Linked DNA regions of Capra hircus: region 1 is linked to region 2. The links are chromatin contacts, called in public Hi-C maps. All regions are on one chromosome and are shown on one strand. The core of a region is the stretch at or near the end of the contact, and the rest is flanking DNA. Distances in the headings are between cores, read along the strand shown. Region 1 has its middle 29 kb from the start of SCYL1. Region 2 overlaps FRMD8 (FERM domain-containing protein 8).

Evidence for each region. Hi-C and Micro-C count contacts between places; a contact is called where the count stands out from the background.
Region 1: a Hi-C map of blood shows a contact between it and region 2, with 3 times the contacts expected there. The contact joins two enhancer-like sites. A contact is called at or near these places in 3 of 5 Hi-C or Micro-C datasets (all in blood).

The regions. Positions count from the first base shown.
Region 1 is chr29:44,089,047-44,095,842 of ARS1.2, reverse strand. No RefSeq gene overlaps it. Among named protein-coding and RNA genes, the nearest start is that of SCYL1, 29 kb to the left of the region's middle. Within about 2 kb of position 3,347, at least 2 of the 5 cell types and tissues checked have an H3K27ac peak or open chromatin away from gene starts, as enhancers often do.
Region 2 is chr29:44,020,710-44,027,888 of ARS1.2, reverse strand. FRMD8 (FERM domain-containing protein 8) reads right to left here. Exons shown (of 11, transcript XM_018043448.1): 11 at 6,495-7,179. Among named protein-coding and RNA genes, the nearest start is that of TRNAS-GGA, 9.5 kb to the right of the region's middle. Within about 2 kb of position 3,903, at least 3 of the 5 cell types and tissues checked have an H3K27ac peak or open chromatin away from gene starts, as enhancers often do.

The DNA of each region.
Region 1 (6,796 bases), core at 2,098-4,597, 69 kb before region 2:
CTTCACGAAGGATGAAATGAAGCCTCTGCAAAGGAAAATTCTTTAAAAAAAAAAAAAACAAACCCAACCCTCCCCCACCAGGTATCTAAAAAGTAGGCCAACATGTGAACATTGCCTAACACCAGATGACTCTAAGCAAAGTTAACATGCAAACTGGAAATGCTGACAGTACATTCCATTACTCTAACCACTAGACAAGACTCCTGACTTTCTGTAAACATTGTAGGTGTTAAGTTACCTGTTCTTCTGATCATAATCTCCCACCTGTCTAAGAGATATTTATTCCTTATTTACAGGGCCTCTATTGCCATGTGCCTGGAATTATTAAATGCTCATCACTTTTATGAAGGATAAAATTTTTTCCTGCCTTAAATTAAATTCGTTCTTCTGCTCAATTTCCTGATCTTGTCCATTAAAGAGTGTTCGCAGACAAAGTTTCTGAAAGATGAGAAGAAACCCCCCCAGATTGCCCCAACACTAACTACAGACAAACAGTGTTTTATTTAAATAAGGAGACAGCTTCCTAAAAGCATACATTCTCTAAAAATAAAAGTATTTTATTTTGAATGATTTAATGGTTTTCTGCACAATACACATAACATTTAAATTTTAGCAAGATTAACAAAATCTGAATTCTAACAGTACAATACTATGCCTTAAATAGGGCTTGTCAGATTCAAAGCTAAACAAATGTTTATAAAAATTTTCGCTAATCTCAAGAGGCTTCAAGGAATTACTTGCCTCTTGAGTGAAATGTGCTGTCCCATCATCGAAGCCCACAGGAACGGTGTCCTGTCTAATTTTAAAAGGCTGGATGGGACGAAGCCTCAGAATCCTGGAATCCCTTAGGTAAGGGACCTAGGACTTCCACAGCTCTTCACAAAGGTAAGCACTTATTCCTAACATGCAATACTGCAGATGCAAGTTAAACTTATCTGTTAACAGCTGCCTGCTGTTTTCTGCTCCCAGATGAAATGAAGCAACTCTTCTGATAATGAAGAAAAACCTGTCTGAGGCAAACGAAAGATTGGCAAACAGCACAGCCTCTTCCTCCTCTCAATTCACTTGATCCCACTCATTCAATTATTTCAGCTTCTTTTTTTTCCAGGATTAATATGTAGCACTATTTTCATTTCACTTTTTTTTTCATTTCACTTTTTAAATTCTGCTTTTGTAAAAGCAGTATTCAGATGGACATTTGATCTTCAATGTATCGTTATTTTTCATCATTATTTTTCATCAATTCATTATTTTTGTGGATACAGCTTGATAAGCCATTAACTTTATAGTAGTAGATTCCATTAACTTTAAATTGGTAGTTTTCATTTGCTTTTTTTTTTGCATGTGCAGACAATGTGTTCATCAGAAGAAAGAATCTCAGGGTTATGCTTTTTCCCCAATGTAGGTATGAAATACAATCTTTTCTGCCTTTACTTATCATTCACCAAGGAGCTGTTCCCCTCTCCATCTAGGCCATCAGATTGCCAGGCTGGTTATGACTCAGAAGATGTTATCTGAAAAAAGTCTACAGAAAAAAAGGTTTCCCCTCCCTCATCAACAAAAGCCCACCCCCTCTTATCAGTTATGATTTACAAGGCTCAGATGTAAATTCAAAATACAATTAACAATAATTTTGAAGCATACCTTAACAGCAAACTTTTCCTACGCTAAAAAAGAAAAAAATAAACCAAACAATCTTGCTTATATACAGCCGAAAAAAGAATCTTACTTGATAATACAAAAGCTACCACCAGAAGAAATCCCTTCAGGATCATTAAGCCACCTCCTTTGCTCTGAAGCTCCTATAGTAGTATTAAGTTTTATTAAATCACCTGAAAAAAATTCCAAGAGAGAACCACACACTACTATATCCAAACAACTTTACCGTTAAAAAAAAATTCCCCAAGTTTTTATCTAAGCACAGAGGGCCGGACCAACCCCCAGTCATTTTCCTTTCCCAAGCCCTACTCTTAAATCCAGTGAATCTTCATGAACTTCCCCATCTGTTAAATTCAAAAATTGGGGCAAAACAGAACCAGAGGATTGCGAGTTACTTGCCAACTTGGAAGCTGAGATTTCTTTAGTTTTTCCATCATAAGTATTTAAGTTCTCTGGCATGAGTTTATCTGTAATCAAAAACTAAACAATTACCTAAACCCACGCCCCCCCATCCCAATCATCACAAGCCACTGCCAACTACAAATTGCCAAAATTTGCCCCTCCCCTTTAATAAAGGTATCTTAAAAGGTATCTTGAAAACTTAACTTCAACATTTGGCCTAGTCAAGCTCTTCTGAAGTTCTCCTGAGATGACTGAATATGAACCAAAGCTGCACTGTGCTGTACATTTCAGCTTCACTGGGAATACTCTTCCAAGGAAAAAAGCTGCTCCAATCCCTGAAGGTGTTGGTGCCAAACAGCGTAGCAGTACAATCCTTCTCTAACTCAGTTTGTCAATAGTACTATAGAATCTGTGGAAAATCTTAGAAAAAACAGTTTCTCCCCCACCCTCTTCCCTGTTCACACCACCCCAAAATACTTAAGTAAAAACAACCAGTTACGTACTTTATAAAAATATAATTAAGGGGTGGGAATAAAAGAATAAACTACCAGCCATTTCTCCAATGGACAGCTGCGCCACAGACCTCAAAGTGAAAGCTGCTTGTGCTAGTTTCTATAAACTGTAAACCTGCAGTGTTCTGATTATCCTGATACTGGATTTTCTTTTCGCCTGTTACCTCGAGTCATTTGCCTTTGGAATTCTAGACAGACCTAAAGGGAAAAGAACTCAAAACATATTTTGCTCCCCCCACAAAAAACTCCCCCCGCCCATAATTATACACCGAAACTACATATTTAGAAAACTTTTAAAATACAGGGTGAGGAAAGAAAAGTAGGCCCTCTACTCACAAAACTGAAATGCTTCATTACCCAAAAACTGAATATAAAACCTGTTTACAAAGCTTGCTGAAGTTGTCTCAGTTGTTCTATCAAATTCAGGATATCCCTCATATTGGTTAAAAAACAAGAACACTTGCCATCTACCATTCCTCCGGGCCTTGAAGTCTGCCCTCAAAAGCTCCAGACAAGATGCATGAGAAAATAGGCCTGAAAAAGAGAAACCTACGACACCCGAAAACCGGCCTACATCCCCGTAATAAAATCCCCTTTATGCTTAAGTACACAACTCCCCCATTACTATTAGGAAAATTTAAGAGGTATTACCATAGTGAGTTACAGGAGGAAAAAAAACCCCACGACAGTGCCGACCTCACGGATTTTTACCACACCACTGGCTCTCCCTGCGGGGCTCGTACACTGGGCTGCTGCTCTAGGATCCTCTATCTATCCTCCACTCCGCCTGCTCGCCGCCTCCGCGTGGTTGCCAAGCCAAGCCGCACGCTAGCTTCACCACACCGCACTGGCTTCCTCCTTCCTGGAATCCTCTCCTAGCTTCACCTCCAAATCGTTAGGGCTCGCTCCTTCTTCCTAGCTTCCTTCACCAAGTCGCACTGGCTCCCGGGCTTCTCTTTCCTATCTTCACGAACTGCTGCTGGCTCCTCAGTCCTAGTTTTCACCGAACACTGGCTCCTGGAATCCTGTCTGCGGCTCCTGTCTTCCTAGCTTCACTGAATCCACTTCTGTGTAGCACCTGCGTCAGCTGTTAATTAGCGCCTACTCGTCAGGATTTAAACATTCATCTTAGCTCAAAGTCCAATAACTCGATGGTTAATTCTTGCTCTTCCATTTAATTCACTTATAAAGTCCTTTACATTTTCCAAAGGAAACTACGCTACCGCATTTAAGGCCTTTCAAATTTTTAACTCTTCCAAATACATTCTTAGCTTTTAAGTTACTTCAGTCCCTTTAAGTAACTTTTTGCTAAGATTTTAAACTGACTTTCTTCTAGTTTCCGGATTTTCTTCTAAGTTGTTCCTGGTCTACAGTAGTTTTAAAAAACCCTCATCTTCTGAGATCTAACTTCCGCACCACCACAAATAAGCTGATGGGCTTTTACAATAAATTCTTATCGGCTATAAAAATTTCCTCAGTTTTTGTTCCTGTAACTTATCCAACATTGATTTTTAACTATCTTCTAAATTTCTGGACGTCTATCTTGTATGTTTGCGTCCAATAGCTTTCTTTTCATTCTATCTTAAGCACTCGCCCGTATTTTCAATTTTCTCCTAGATTTGTCTTTTTCTTCTGCCTACTTACTAGGCTCAGGTTTTCTGTCTTCTAATACGTGTATCTCTATCTTCCCTAGTTTTTTCTTCTGCTTCCTGTACTTGTCTTCCGAATTTTCCACTTCAAACTTCCAATTTTCTTTCCTACCATTCCTAATACTTCCGTCAACTTTAGCCAAACAAAGCCTCAGTATCAACTAGGCTTCAAATGACGCCATTTTTATTGCGCCGAGAATTTGCAGGCATTATTTCTGAAACCACCTTCAGTTAAATCTTAAGATGGCCTTTATAGTATATAGTATTTTAATCATCTACAACTCAACCTTTTAAAACGTTTAGGTTCGATTTATGTAACCCAACGTTTTATGTTAAGGTAAAAGGTTGCCCTTCAACTTAAGGCTTAAGAAAAAAAATCCAGACTTAGCAGTCCTAGCTCAGACATTCTCTTAAAATTTTCCACTCCATGAAAAAATTTCAGCTCATAACTTCCATCAGGTTCTAAAATTATCTTTTTTCTTCCCTCTTCCTTTCTCCAACTACTCTTTAAGTAAGTCTTCATGTTTTCCCTAAAATTTATCTAAGAACTTAATGCAAAGCAGTATCTCCGTATTCTCACTACTTACAATCCCTAAAGAAACACACTAACGCCTATCTTTTTTAATAGAAAAACTTATCTGCAGGCTCCTTAAGCAGCACCTCCAGCCTTAAAGCAGATTCTGCGCTCGCTGCCTCAATGCCTGTCGCTCAGTCCGCAGCAGTGTATTTATAGAGGAAGGACAACTCACACCTCCGGTATTTAATACTCCTCCGCCGCCTTTGTGAGGAAAGCAAAAATAGTTCCTCTGAAGATGTAAAAATAGAATCTCATTTACAAGAGTTTTCTGGACTTTTCCTAACAGTTCATCCAACTTGCTTGCAACCCCTATACCTTGTACTTATTAGCAAGTAGATTTGAGCTGAAAATTTGGGCAAAAACAATGAAAATCACATCTAAATAAACATTGAATAGCTCATAAAAACTAAGCGCCGTTACATGGGAATGTTTCTAGTAGCTTTTAAAATACTTTTCGTGTTTCCTTGGAGTATATTGGATACAAGTCAGTGGTTTTGGAAAGAAGGTTAAACTAAGTTTCCTGACGGCCTTCCTTTCCATTATGTAACCGAACTTCAGCCTCACAACGACAGACCGCAGCCATTTTAGAAGCCGTCAAGTTTTGGGAGGCACCCCCCCCCCCCAAAAAAAAGGTCTCAGGTCCTGCGAGGCGGTTTTGATGTTTATACCTCACCTGGCTCATTTGGCCTTTTATTCGTAAAATAGTTACTCCGGGTTATCCACTTAAGAATTCTAATTGTAGAAATCCACTTCCGGAAAATATCTCAACAAATATCTCTCGTTTACTGTTGTCCCTGCAACAGAGCTGGACCCATCTTGAAGGCTTAGATTCAAATCGTTAGGGTGGGGTTGTGTTACTTGGCTTTTGTTGTTGATTTTGTATTTACTAAATACCAGCTAGACTCCTACACTTTTGGTAGCCTGTTTAGACATAGCCTGGACTTTTTGTTCTTTCCAAACGCGTGCTGTTTCAAGTATCCGGAAAAGCCAACGGTTTCACCGTCAAAGACAGAGCGACCTTCACCTACCACTCGCGGAAGGGACGTGTTCTAAAATGTTTGTGAACCTTAAGTGTTTACTACGTTTCGTTTTTTTTTTTTTCCCCCTACAAATTTTGTATTATCTCTGGTTTGATTCCCTTAAGACTTTTAAAAGTAGAGCACAAAGGGAAATAACTTTTTCCTAAACCCAAAGCCTTTTCTTTCTGCAGGTTAATCAGCAGTCCATTTTTAAAAGACGTTCTCTGTCCTACCAAAAGGGAAAACCGAGGGAAGCACCGGGAAAGGAGAACTGCTGCGTCTCCAATGTTTGAAAAGATGCCTCAGTTCGCCCGACTGCGAGGGGCACTTGTCTCGAGGGCGAGGGCTGAGGATTTAGAAAATACAATGGCGCCGGTGGTTTCTAGACACGCCTTCCACGGAGCTAAAGCGACTGCGGCGACAAGAAACCAGCGAGAGGCCAAGCGGGATAGGTATAACCTCGGCCAGTGAGCCCGGGGATGGGGGTGGGGGGGTGAGGCTCGTTCCCCACACCCCACGCCGGCACGGCGCAGGGATATGCTGGCCGTGAGCCGCCGCCCTTTGTGAGGCGTCGACTCGCGGGCGGTGTTGCCGGTTCTAACCAGCTCCAACCGGTCCCGGCCGCCTCCGGGGGCGGTGGCCGTTGGCGCAGCGCGCCACTGCGCACGCGCGCCCCACCCCCAAGGCCGATGCCTAGCCTAGAGAAATGTGTGGGGGAGGGTGGCAGCTGTCCCTGGTCGGGGGTTTATTGGCCGCTGCTCCAACTTTTCGCAACTCTTGGGCTCCTCTCCTCTTCCGAGATGCTGCCTGCCTTTTCCGCCCGGATGGCCTTTCTTTCACGTCCTCCGTCTTTTGTCATTCCATTACCGCAAAGTCATCCATTAACTAAAAATTTTCGCACATCATCCTTGCTCTTTGTTTATTGTCACAGCCCTTGAGTGTTCGTACGTCACCAGATTTTGTTAATCTAGATTGCTT
Region 2 (7,179 bases), core at 2,654-5,153:
TAAATATTTGTGATGTTTCTGGACAGATGGAAGGAAGGAAATGAGTTCCCAGGTCAGCAGCAGGCCCACAAGCTCGATTACAGGTCCAGCTCTGGCGGCCTGTCCAGCCCTGGACTCCCAGGTCTTGAGAGGAGGAGAAGGGAGAGGGGGTGCTCCTTGTGGCCCCCCGCCCAGCAGTTCACATGAAGGGTGACCTTGGTCACTGCTGAGCAGCTCCAGCCGGGCCTTCCAGGTGGTGCTAGTGGTAAAGAACACGCCTGCTAATGCAGGAGACATAAGAGAGGCAGGTTCGATCCCTGGATCTGGAAGATCCCGTGGAGGCAATGGACAGGACTGAGGTGATTTAACAGCCAAGCTCTTTTCTATGGCTCGCCTGGTGGCTCAGCTGGTAAAGAATCTGCCTGCAATGTGGGAGACCTGGTTCAGTCCCTGGGTTGGGAAGATCCCCTGCAGAAGGGAACGGCTACCCACTCCAGTATTCTGGCCTGGAGAATTCCATGGACAGAGGAGCCTGGCAGACTATAGTCCATGGGGTCACTAAGAGTTGGACACGACTGAGCGACTTTCACTTTCACTTTTTGGGCTGCTAAGGGAACCAGGCAGAGAAGGCGATGGCACCCCACTCCAGTACTCTTGCCTAGAAAATCCCATGGACGGAGGAGCCTGGTGGGCTGCAGTCCATGGGGTCTCGAAGAGTCAGACATGACTGAGCGACTTCCCTTTCACTTTTCACTTTCATGCATTGGAGAAGGAAATGGCAACCCACTCCAGTGTTCTTGCCTGGAGAATCCCAGGGACGGGGGAGCCTGGTGGGCTGCCATCTATGGGGTGCACAGAGTTGGACACGACTAAAGTGACTTAGCAGCAGCAAGGGAACCGGGGGGGGCCTCTCTGGTAGGAGGCATTCCAGGGAGAGTGTGCCAGGGGTGGATACTCCCAGACCCTGGTGTATAAGACAGAGGAGGAGATGGGCCAGCCCACCTGCAGTTCACACTCCTTTACAGGTTCATAGTCCTTGTGCCCTGAAGCCCTGCCTCCAAGTGCTGACCAGATTCAGTTGTCCCCTCCACCCCACCCTGAGCGGTTGTGTCCTCAACCCCAGCCCCCAGCAGAGGGAAGGCCTGTGGAATGAGCGACTTGGTCCCACAAGCCTTGCCCTCCTTGACCATTGTTGCCCCACTAGTGGCTTCCAGATCTCCTTGCCAGCCCCGCTCTTGCAGACTCTCAACTACAAGTTGGTACTTGCCAAAAGCCTTGCCAAGGACTGAACAACAAGCGCACTTGCCATCTGCCTCTGTGGAGGCTGAAGCCTGTGCTGCTGCAGCTGGTGACCTTCAACCCCTGGAGGGAGTTCCGGGTGGAGTGAGGCACTCTGTACCCTGGTAGGGCAGGTCTTTAGATAATTGGATATTTTCAGGAACTGATTTCAAGGTCCCAGTCCTGCATCTCCTCATATCTAGAAAAGCACTAAATCCCTTCATGATGACATAAATCCTTTCATGATGACATCAGATGCTTGTGACTAGCAGAAAACCTCTTGTAAAGTAAGTGCTTGATTGCATGGAACTACCCCTTCATGGAATCTTACATATTGACCTTCTGCCACTGCCTCTCTTTTGGAGAAGGAAATGGCAACCCACTCCAGTATTCTTGCCTGGAGAATCCCATGGACAGAGGAGCCTGGAGGGTTATAGTCCATGGGGTTGCAAAGAGTCGGACATGACTGAGCGACTAACACGCACGCACGCACACACGCAGCACGCACACGTTGCCTCTTTGGAGCAGTCTCTCACAGCTGTCTGAGGTGCTGCCTCCCGGGCTGCAGTCCTCATTTTGCCCCAAATAAAACTGAACTCACAGCTCCCAAGTTGTGCATCATTTTTAGCTGACGAGACTAAGTCAGTCCCAGCTTTTGTAGCCTCCTTCCACCCTTTGGCCTGTGTCCACCGTGCCAGACTCACGCCAAGCCCCACCCACCAGGCGTCCACCTGTGGGCGAGGGGCTGGCACGGTGCCGACACCCACCACCTCCCATGTCTGGGTCTGCACAGCCCCCTCCGCCTCTCCCAGGCCCACCTGCAGCCCCCACTGCCAGAGCTCGCTTAGGCTGCGTCCCTGCGGATGGGACCGTCTTCGGGCCTGAGCCTGTCTCACCCCCTTAGTGACCCCGCTGGAGCACTGGTTGTTCAGACTCTCCTTGACCCTCTGAAGGAGGACGTTTCTGTTCCAACTGCCTTTGGCGCCTGAGTGGCATCGGAGAGAGAGGGAGAGACAGAGAAAGGCGTGTGTGGTGCAGGAGCTGCCTCTGGGCAGAGCTGCTGCTGCTGCTGCTAAGTTGCTTCAGTCGTGTCCGACTGTGCGACGCCATAGCAGCCTATCAGGCTCCCCATCCCTGGGATTCTCCAGGCAAGAACACTGGAGTGGGTTGCCATTTCCTTCTCCAATGCATGAAAGTGAAAAGAGAAAGTGAAGTTACTCAGTCTTGCCTGACTCTTAGAGACCCCATGGACTGCAGCCTACCAGGCTCCTCCCGACTCTTAGCGACCCCATGGACTGCAGCCTACCAGGCTCCTCTGTCCATGGGATTTTCCAGGCAAGAGTACTGGAGTGGGTTGCCAGAGGAACCTCTCCAAATGGTCCATCTGCCCCTGGAGGCTGCTGACCTTGATGCTGGGAGCGAAGCCTGTGCTTACTGACCCAGAGAGTCAGCTCTCACCACTTCCTCCTTCTCCCCAAATGCCAAGGTCAAAGGGGCAGGGGACACAGAGGTCCTGGGAAGAGCTGGAGCTATTATTATTCTCCGGCTTGCAAATTATACCTAAGACAAGTAGCTCAAAATAGCTGAGGGCAGAGTACGGGTGGGGGAAGGGAGGTGCTGAGAGATGGGCGGGACTGCCGGGAAGCGGCGAGGGGGGAGGGCTGGGGCCTGGGACAGTCCCCAGGCATGGGAGCAGGGCTGACGAGAGCAGGGCAGACGTGAGCAGACCCCGAGTGTGCCCACCCCACTTCCTGGATTCCATGGTTTTAAATATTTTGACTCTGTTTTCATTCCACACACACACACACACACACAATCCCAAAGCAGAATCTGTTTTCATCACACACACACACACACACACTCCCAAAGCAGAATCTGTTCTTGGGATGTAGATCCTGATCTTTGAAAAATGTGGTCCTTCACCAACCTAGACAGCATATTAAGAAGCAAGCAGAGACATTACTTTACCAACAAAGGTCCGTCTAGTCAAGGCTGTGGTTTTTCCAGTGGTCATGTATGGATGTGAGAGTGGGACCATACAGAAGGCTGAGTGCCGAAGAAGTGATGCTTTTGAACTGTGGTGTTGGGGAAGACTCTTGAGAGTCCCTCGGACTGTAAGGAGTCCAACCAGTCCATCCTTAAGAAGATCAGTCCTGAGTGTTCACTGGAAGGACTGATGTTGAAGCTGAAACTCCAATACTTTGGCCACCTGATCCGAAGAGCTGACTCATCTGAAAAGACCCTGATGCTGGGAAAGATTGAAGGCGGGAGAAGGGGACGACAGAGGATGAGATGGTTGGATGGCATCACTGACTCGATGGACGTGAGTCTGAGTGAACTCCAGGAGTTGGTGATGGACAGGCAGGCCTGGCGTGCTGCAGTCCATGGAGTCGCAGAGTGGGACACGACTGAGCGACTGAACTGAACACCAACTGGGGACCAGAGGGAGAAACCCTGTATCTGGTGCTCTTGAAGGCCCAGAACCCCTGATCGTGGACCAGAAGAAGGTGGCGGCGGTCAGAAGCCACGGGGTCCCCCTGAGAAGCAGCAGGCCGAGTTCCGGGCTGCGGGCTGCGTAGGATCCGGGCAGGAAGTGTGGGCTCCGCCTCTGCCGCTGAACTGGAGAGGAAAGGGCGGGCTCAACTGCCCCCTGCTGGCCACAGCAGGACCTGCAACCTACAGGCAGCCGCTCCAGCTCCCCTGGCGACCGCCTAAGGAGGTCTGGTCGGAGCCCGCTGAGAGGAGGTAAATCCATTGCCGCGTGCAGCACAAAGCAGTGAGTGAGGTTCTGTGGCAGGAAGGATGGCGTGGTAGACAGAATAAGGACCCCCAGGATGTCTGCATCCTAACCCCGGAGCCTGTGAATGTTAGGTTACATGGCGAAGGGAAATTCAAATTGCTAATCAGTAGACTTTAATAGACGGACTTCCCTGGTGGCTCAGACGGTAAAGCGTCTGCCTACAATGCGGGAGACTGGGGTTCGATCCCTGGGTCGGGAAGATTCCCTGGAGAAGGAAATGGCAACCCACTTCAGTACTTTTGCCTAGAAATCTCATGGATGGAGGAGCCTGGTGCAGGCTACTGTCCATGGGGTCGCAAAGAGTCGGACACGACTGAGCGACTTCACTTTCACTTTCAGACTTTAATAGGGAAATTATCCTAGATTATCCGCCTTAAGTTCAGTCGCTCAGTCGTGTCCGGCTCTTTTGCGACCCTATGGACCACAGCACGCCAGGCTTCCCTGTCCATCACCAACTCCTGGCGCTTGCTCAGACTCATGTCCATCCAGTTGGTGATGCCATCCAACCATCTCATCCTCTGTCGTCCTCTTCTCCCGCCTTCAATCTTTCCCAGCATCAGGGTCTTTTCCAGTGAATCAGTTCTTCCCATCAGGTGGTCAAAGTGTTCTAGTTTCAGCTTCAGCATCAGTCCTTCCAATGAATATTCAGGACTGATTATCAGCCTTGGCCCAGTGTAATCGTGAGGAAGAGGAAGGCAGAAGAGCCAGAGAGAAACATGGAGAGAAAAGGAAGAGAGCAGTGCTGTGAGGACCCCACTGGCCTTCACTGGCTTTAGGGATGGAGGAAGGGGCCACTGAGCCCAGGAAATAGATTTATTCTCCCTAAAGGAGTACATCAAGGCTGGATATTGTCACCCTGCTTATTTAACTTATATGCAGAGTACATCATGAGAAATGTTGGACTGGAAGAAACACAAGCTGGAATCGATTGCTGGGAGAAATATCAATAACCTCAGATATGCAGATGACACCACCCTTATGGCAGAAAGTGAAGAGGAACTAAAAAGCCTCTTGATGAAAGTGACAGTGGAGAGTGAAAAAGTTGGTTTAAAGCTCAACATTCAGAAAACGAAGATCATGGCATCTGGTCCCATCAGTTCATGGGAAATAGAGGAGAAACAGTGGAAACAGTGTCAGCCTTTATTTTTGGGGGCTCCAAAATCACTGCAGATGGTGACTGCAGCCATAAAACTAAAAGAGGCTTACTCCTTGGAAGAAAAGTTACGACCAACCTAGATAGCATATTCAAAAGCAGAGACATTACTTTGCCGACTAAGGTCCATCTAGTCAAGGCTATGGTTTTTCCTGTGGTCATATGTGGATGTGAGAGTTGGACTAAGAGGGCTGAGCGCTGAAGAATTGATGCTTTTGCACTGTGGTGTTGGAGAAGACTCTTGAGAGTCCCTTGGACTGCAAGGAGATCCAACCAGTCCATTCTGAAGGAGATCAACCCTGGGATTTCTTTGGAAGGAATGATGCTAAAGCTGAAACTCCAATACTTCAGCCACCTCATGCGAAGTTGACTCATTGGAAAAGACTCTGATGCTAGGAGGGATTGCAGGCAGGAGAAGGGGACGACAGAGGATGAGATGGCTGGATGACATCACTGACTTGATGGACGTGAATCTGAGTGAACTCCGGGAGTCAGTGATGGACAGGGAGGCCTGGCGTGCTGTGATTCACGGGGTCACAAAGAGTCGGACATGACTGAGCGACTGAACTGAACTGAACTGGAGCTTCCAGGAAAGCAATGTGGCCCTGCTGACATGGATCTCAGCTTGGTGAGAGTTCAGTTCAGACTGACCTCGAGAACTGTGAGATCATGAATGTGGGTTGTTTTATTTGTATTTATTTGGCCATGCCACATGGCTTGTGGTTTCTTCATTCCTCCACCAGGGATTGAACCCGGGGCCTCAGCAGCGATAGCAGTGAGTCCTAACCACTGGACCACCAGGCAATTCCTTGTGGGTTGTTTTATTTACTTTTCATCAAGTATTTTAATTGATTTTTTACTTTAAAAAATATTGATACGGCTGTGCCAGGAGTCAGTTGTAGCACATGGGATCTTTGATCTTCCTTGCCGCACTTGAGGTCTTAGTTCCCCAACTAGGGATTGAACCTGTGCCCCCTGAATTGGGAGCATGGAGTCTTAACCACTGGATTGCCAGGTAAGTCCTTCTTCATGCATATTTAATAGAAAGCAAATATGCAGCCTATAATCAACTCCCAGACTGTAATTAACACACTCTCATTATTTCATAACATAAACCACCCCACAATTTGCTGGAAATGGATTTTATTAATAATAAGTCACATGATGAGATGCTTGGATGGCATCACCGGCTCAATGGACATGAGTTTGAGCAAACTCTGGGAGATAGTGAAGGACCGGGAAGCCTGGAGTGCTGCAGTACACGACTTCGCAACAGAACAATAATAAAGTTTGCTGGAAATTGATTTTAATAAGTCACATGATACAAAAGGATAGGAATATTCAAAGGGCACTTAGTGAAACACTGCTTTTCCCCACAAGGGCAGACAGAAAAAGTTAAGGCACAATGGATGCTCAGAAAACAGGAAGAAGCTGAAGAGTCAAAACAAGTAATCTGTGTACACACACACCCATCATGTCCCTCAGGCCCCTCAATCTATCAGATAAGAATTCACCTGGCATCAAAACAGTGCGTGGGAGCAGATAACCGGACGGCTAGGAGCCGGAGGGGCTGGGAGCCAGTGAAGTCTCCAGGAGAGATGAGATGTCCTCTAGCTGGGACATTCGGAAAGGCTGGAGACACCTATTCATTATGACAGATAACAAAGGCCCTACTGCTGGAGGGCAAGCCCCCCTGGAAACATCTGGAGTGTTCAAGAGCCAACAAAGGGAGGAGGAGGTGAGTGGGCTCTGACATCCGGAGACAAGAGGTTCACATTCCCTTCCCCACATTCTCCACCGGGAAGGGAAGACAAAGCGAACCCTGTGTCGGGCTGGACCTGCCTCCTTCCTGTGGAAAGTCCCTGGAAGCGCCCCAGTGGTGGTGGTGGGGGGGTGACCCCTGAGAAAGAGCCCAAGGCTGAGAGGCCAGCTCTTCTGGGAGGAGGCAGGAGGCTGTGGGAAGAGCCCC